2 separate regions of the Hordeum vulgare genome follow, and region 2 is linked to region 1. The links are chromatin contacts, called in public Hi-C maps. All regions are on one chromosome and are shown on one strand. The core of a region is the stretch at or near the end of the contact, and the rest is flanking DNA. Distances in the headings are between cores, read along the strand shown. Region 1 has its middle 3.7 kb from the start of LOC123446568. Region 2 holds the start of LOC123450590.

What was found. Hi-C and Micro-C count contacts between places; a contact is called where the count stands out from the background.
Region 2: a Hi-C map of leaf shows a contact between it and region 1, with 5 times the contacts expected there. The contact joins the promoter of LOC123450590 here to the enhancer-like site in region 1. A contact is called at or near these places in 2 of 6 Hi-C or Micro-C datasets (leaf and seedling).

What each region holds. Positions count from the first base shown.
Region 1 is chr4H:434,875,906-434,878,970 of MorexV3_pseudomolecules_assembly, forward strand. No RefSeq gene overlaps it. Among protein-coding and RNA genes, the nearest start is that of LOC123446568, 3.7 kb to the left of the region's middle. Within about 2 kb of position 1,411, at least 2 of the 3 cell types and tissues checked have open chromatin away from gene starts, as enhancers often do. A contact at or near this core is called in leaf, where this site is marked.
Region 2 is chr4H:435,640,772-435,643,836 of MorexV3_pseudomolecules_assembly, forward strand. It overlaps LOC123450590, which reads right to left and starts at 1,412. Exons shown (of 1, transcript XM_045127760.1): 1 at 621-1,412. The coding sequence starts at 1,412. The coding sequence ends at 873.

The DNA.
Region 1 (3,065 bases), core at 161-2,660:
CAAGCCGGGGCGGCCCTGTAGCATCCTGCATCATCTTTCGATCTAGCCGCATCGCCGTTGCATCTCACAACCGACGTAGGTCTGGAAAGAGAGCAAATAAAATGGCAGATGAGGGAGGAAAAAATGTGCGGGCTCCGTCAGGTGGTGGCGTCCATGGCGTTCTCGAGAGCAACCCGTGGTTTGTATGGCACGTGGTTAGCGAAAGACAATGAGAAAAGGTTAGCGGAGAAGAAAGAGAATAAGCTTTTAAACCGGAGAGCTCTGCGATGCGTGGATCCAACTGAAAAATATGCGTCTCCGGGGGCCTCTTAATTATGTGGATCAGATGGCGCGAGTGCAACCGACTGAAACGTTCGTCGGTCGTTCGGCCACAAACGTTTGCCAACAAATAAACCTCCAATGACGACGCCATGATTATGGGATAACCCCATTTCTCTCCTTCTTTCTATTTTCTCTCCGCTGAATAAAAAGGAATAAGGCAGAACGTAACGTGAGTCTTCTTCTACCTCTCCCGGCCGTCGCGTGGAGGAGGCAGATGACCGCACAAGAGTGATTTGTAGCTGTTGCCTCGTTCGCGTGGGCTTCTTCTTCAGTCCGAGCGAGCAGTCCGAGCTTTAACCGGACTAGACCGAAGTTTTTCGGTCCATACTTCACGGACCGGACCGGCTATTTTTTTTCGCGGGCCAGGACCGAGCTCGGCGGGACCTAGTAGGCCACGAGGCCGGCCAAAAGCTCGCTCTTGTCGTCCATCCCGAACGATTGGTGAAGGAGAGGCGCATTTCCTATTTGGTGCCACGGGCGCGAATTAACGAGCATTTTTGTTAACTAGCGCTTGTGCCGTTCGCAAATTGGTCGGCCCATCTAGGCGTCGTTTGACGTTTTTTTGATATGTGTATGAACTTATTTAAATATTGATGAACATTTTTTAAATTTCAGGGAATATTTTTTAAGATTGATAAACTTTTTTGAATATCGATGAACTGTTATGAATTTTGATGAACATTGTTTTGGAAATGTATTAGCTTTTTAAATATTTATGAACTTTTTTTCAGTTCAATGAAGTTTTTAAAAAATACATGAACTTTTGTTGAATTTTTATGAAAGTTTTACAAATTTATTGAACTGTTTTAAAATTTAATGAACTTTTTCTAAATTGGATGAACTTTTTTTTCATTTTCAATGATTTTTTTCTTTCAAATTGATGAACTTTTCCTGAAATTGACGAACCTTTTTTAAAGATATGAACTTTTTTTCAAATGAATGAATATTTTTTTAGATCTGTAAATCTTTTTTAATTTCATACTTATATTTTCATAATAAAAAACAAAAAGTAAACTGGATAGCACTCAATGGGTCGGGCCATTCTAGCAGCGCTGCAGGCGCCGGATCATTAACAGCTGCCTGCAGCGCTGCATAGGAGCTCCCAAGGAGAGGCATCCATCAGTGAGTCTATAGGTTTCTTGAAGAATTATTGGGTCTGTCTAAGAAATGAAATCCAAGCCTGCTCAGATCAGAAGGGAAAGAAACCTGAACAGAAAATACATGTGGCTACTCCGGCTGATACTTCGAGTGCCGGTAATCTTTGGTGTACACCCCATAAGGATTTCTGAAACTAAACACCAAAGATTTCTGAAACTAAACATGAGTTTCCTAAAGAAATATACAAGTGCTTGCATTCCGTGTCATGGTGAGTCAGAAGTGTCGTACAAGATGTGTCCAGGGTAACAACTTTTCACCAGTAAGTACATTCTCAGTCGCTATAAGAGTTTGGTAGCTGAAGACTTGGATGATATGATAGATAGATTTAAGCGTAAGGGGGATATGTTGATTAAATGACTTCTCAAACATAGATTTATATTACTGATATTTTTGTGAACGGTCTTTAAAAAAACAGTCCATTCCTGATATTCATGGTAAGCACTTACGATCTTTGAGCCGTCTCAGTTGAAATTGGTACACATTCAATTATTTGGCCTCCTCCTTGGAAATATTGAAAAGAATTTGCACCCGTTTTTTGCTGGACCAGTACGTATCCTTACGAGGCACACTTACAGTCTCCGTTCATGCAAAACAACAGCATGATTTTCTGGGGGAAACCATTAGTCTTTGTTTACATATTTCAGATTTTCTTTTCTTATTTGCAGGTGTCAGATCCTTTTGGAAAATGTTTTGTAGAATAACATGCCAATAAATTTGGCAGGAAATATTTTGTGTGGATGCCTCAGGTAGTTTTTTTTTTGCTCAAACCAATAGGGTATTTTGGCACTGAGCTCTCCAATCAGCACATGAGGGATATGGGGAGGGACTATTGAGACATCCATAAAAATTAGGTAGGAGAATTGCACTATTTCACAAAGTAATAGCATTCCTATAATACTTGTCTACTAAAATATATCTAATATATAATAGAGTGGTTACAATACCCATATAACGTATATACTCATTTCAATTATCTTAAAAATCTCTTGTTTTAACATGTTAGGGATGTGCTAATTTTACATGATAAAGTACTTTCGTCAGTTTATGCTATTAAAAAAAAGTTAGAGGAAAAACGGACACATTTTGGACAACACTTTGAAACTTAAGACCATTAAGTGTGCCAGATTAAATAGTGAAAATATTAGGCGGGGATTTAATGTACATTTATTATGGTACAACTTTATTATATAAGAATTATAAAAGTAACAATATACCGAATATTGCTTTTGGCTCCCGAGCTCACCGGAGGCCTTTAAATTCAAACTTCAAATCAGTGAAAATTTGTATTTTAATGTTTCAAAAAATTCTGAAAAAAAACATAGATAAATGAAGGTATAATACACAAGTGTGTAAATTTTCAGAACAAAATACGTTGAAATGAGGGCTGTGCAAAAAAGACAAATTTGAGTCTGTTTAACACATGTTACTATTCATCATTTTAGACCATGAATTTGTCTTTTTTGTACAGATCATGTTTTAAAGTATTTTGACCTGAAATTTTACACACATGTCGGTTACATCCTTACATACATGCATATTTTTTTTCAGAATTTTTTGAATCATAAAAATTTGAATTTGAATTTTTA
Region 2 (3,065 bases), core at 162-2,661, 760 kb after region 1:
GGCATGTGAACACATCAGATGATCTGGATGGAAAAAAAGATGGGCCATCCCAGCTTGCCGTACAGGTGTACATCGTGTTTGATGGACAAAGATTTTCTGATACATGATCATCATTTCTGAGAAAGTCAATTCGGCTCCTTAGAGCATATGCTTCCGGAGCCAAAAAAAAAATAAAGATAAAATTTATTTGTGTAGTTAGACACATTCAAATGCTATCTATTAATTTAGGGCAAAAAATTAAACATTTTAGCTTGTGAAAAAAAATTAAACGTTGAAAGTTATCCAAAATGTCACTCCAAATTTATTTTCTTATTGAAGAAATACCGTTGCTCCTTATCGCGTGAAATTTGTCATGCATGTTCGCGATACTAATACAATCATTTACAACGAAATTAGAACTTCTTTTAAACATTTTATCTCACAATACCGTTCATCCGGAAGCATATGTTCATGGGAGCCAAAACAAATGTCATGTCCTTTCTTATCAAAAGGTAATGGACTAATTTGAGTTGTCTTTGTCTTTAACGGGATACCAAGCAGAACGATAATATATGTAGCATTACTCCAAAAAATTACCCTTAAAATGATACTCCCTCTGTCCGAAAATACTTGTCTTAAAATGCATATAATAAATGTATTTACAATTAAAATAAGTCTAGATACATTTATCTCTAGGACAAGTATTTCCGGACGGAGGTACTATTTTCTTTGTTAGGTCCCTCAAAGATATTTTTTGGCTATTTAGTGCGCAAGGATAATTAACTTGCTTCCTCCTAATACTTGGCTAGATCCGGCCCCAATGGCCGTAATTCCTATGCTTGTAAATGAATAGAGGAGGTTTGAAGTGGAAAAAAAGATAAAACACGCCTTGTCTAGCAGATGCTCTTATGCATCATCTCGTTGTACTGGAGCCAGGAGATCTGCCGCTGCAGCCTCATCTGCGAGTAGAAGTTGGCGATGAACTCCTCCGCCTTCCCATCCACCCCGGCGTCCTCGCAGTCCTCTTGTTCCGCGGCGCCGAAGTTGGCGTAGCTCGCTCCCATCACTGCCCGCTGGAGCAGCTCCTCCTCCACGCAATCGTCGAGGTTCTCGACGCCGTACTCGCTCGGCCCGGCGCCGTGGCAGTCCCCGACGCTGCCCGCGTCCCTCTCGCGGGGGTCGCAGAAAAAGTAGCGGTCGCCACTGTAGTCGTCGGGGGTGTCCGGGACGGCGGGGGCGACGCAGGGGATGAAGCGGAGCACGCGCGCGGAGGGGGCGCGGAACCGGAACGCAGGCGTCTCGTCGATGGAGAACTCGCGCTCACCGAAGCGCAGCCGGTCGCTGCGCCCGCTGCGTCCCAGGGTCTTGAGCAGGCGGAGGCCATGCACCACGACTCCCTTCCGCGCCCGGAGCACCGCCAGCTGTTGGGACATGGGAAATCACTGATCGTCCCTATGGTTGCAAACCATTGGGATGCAAGTGGGTGTTCAAAAAGAAGCTTAGGCCCGACGGTACAATTGAAAAGTACAAGGCTAGGCTTGTGGCCAAGGGCTATGCCCAGAAAGAAGAGGAAGATTTCTTCGATACTTATTCACCTGTGGCTAGACTGACCACCATTAGAGTACTACTCTCATTGGCGGCCTCTCATGGTCTTCTCGTTCATCAAATGGACGTTAAGACGGCTTTCCTGAATGGAGAGCTAAATGAGGAAATTTATATGCAACAGCCAGATGGCTTTGTGATAGAAGGTCAGGAAGGAAAGGTGTGTAAGTTGCTGAAATCTTTATATGGTCTGAGACAAGCACCTAAGCAATGGCATGAGAAGTTTAATACAACTCTGACATCTGTTGGCTTCGTTGTTAATGAAGCTGACAAATGTGTATACTATCGCCATGGTGGGGGCGAAGGAGTTATATTGTGCTTGTATGTTGATGACATACTGATATTTGGAACCAACCTCAAAGTAATTGAGGAGGTTAAGTCCTTTCTGTCTCAAAACTTTGAGATGAAGGACCTTGGGGTGGCTGATGTTATCTTGAACATCAAGCTATTGAGAGATGATGAGGGTGGGATTACACTTCTGCAATCCCACTATGTTGACAAGATTTTGATTCGCTTTGGATATTCAGACTGCAAGATTTGTCAAACACCATATGATCCTAGTGTGCTTATTCGAAAGTTTAAAGGCACAGCTATAGATCAATTGAGATTCTCTCAAATTATCGGTTCACTTATGTACCTAGCTAGCGCAACAAGGCCTGACATCGCGTTTGCTGTGAGCAAACTTAGCCGGTTTGTTGCAAACCCGGGCGAAGTTCATTGGCGTGCTGTTGAAAGAATTATGCGCTACTTGAAAGGTACTTCAAGATCAGTATGTCATTAGTCTAGTCAATGCCATGCTAGTTATTATTTTGTGGATTAATCTACTCGGAAAATTGCCTATTTACTCAACAATCCAAAAACCTAATGTCTGTAGGAATTTTTCGAGTAATGGTTTTGCTGCTGCACTGAAACCGGATAAGTTTACCGGTACCTTTTTCAAGCGTTGGCAAACGAGAACCACCTTATGGCTCACGGCTATGAACGTGTTCTGGGTAGCCGGTGTCACTCCTACGGAAACTATCACTCCTGAACAGGAGAAGATGTTTAAGGAGGCCACCGTCCTATTCCTTGGAGCAGTCATTAGCGTGATCGGAGATAAGCTGGTTGATGCATATTTACATATGCATGTTGCCAAGGACTTGTGGGAGGCGCTCGAATCTAAATTCGGGGCCACCGATGCTGGGAGTGAGATGTATGTTATGGACTCCATCATGGCTAACGGGACATGGGAAATCACTGATCGTCCCTATGGTTGCAAACCATTGGGATGCAAGTGGGTGTTCAAAAAGAAGCTTAGGCCCGACGGTACAATTGAAAAGTACAAGGCTAGGCTTGTGGCCAAGGGCTATGCCCAGAAAGAAGAGGAAGATTTCTTCGATACTTATTCACCTGTGGCTAGACTGACCACCATTAGAGTACTACTCTCATTGGCGGCCTCTCATGGTCTTCTCGTTCATCAAATGGACGTTAAGACGGCTTTCCTG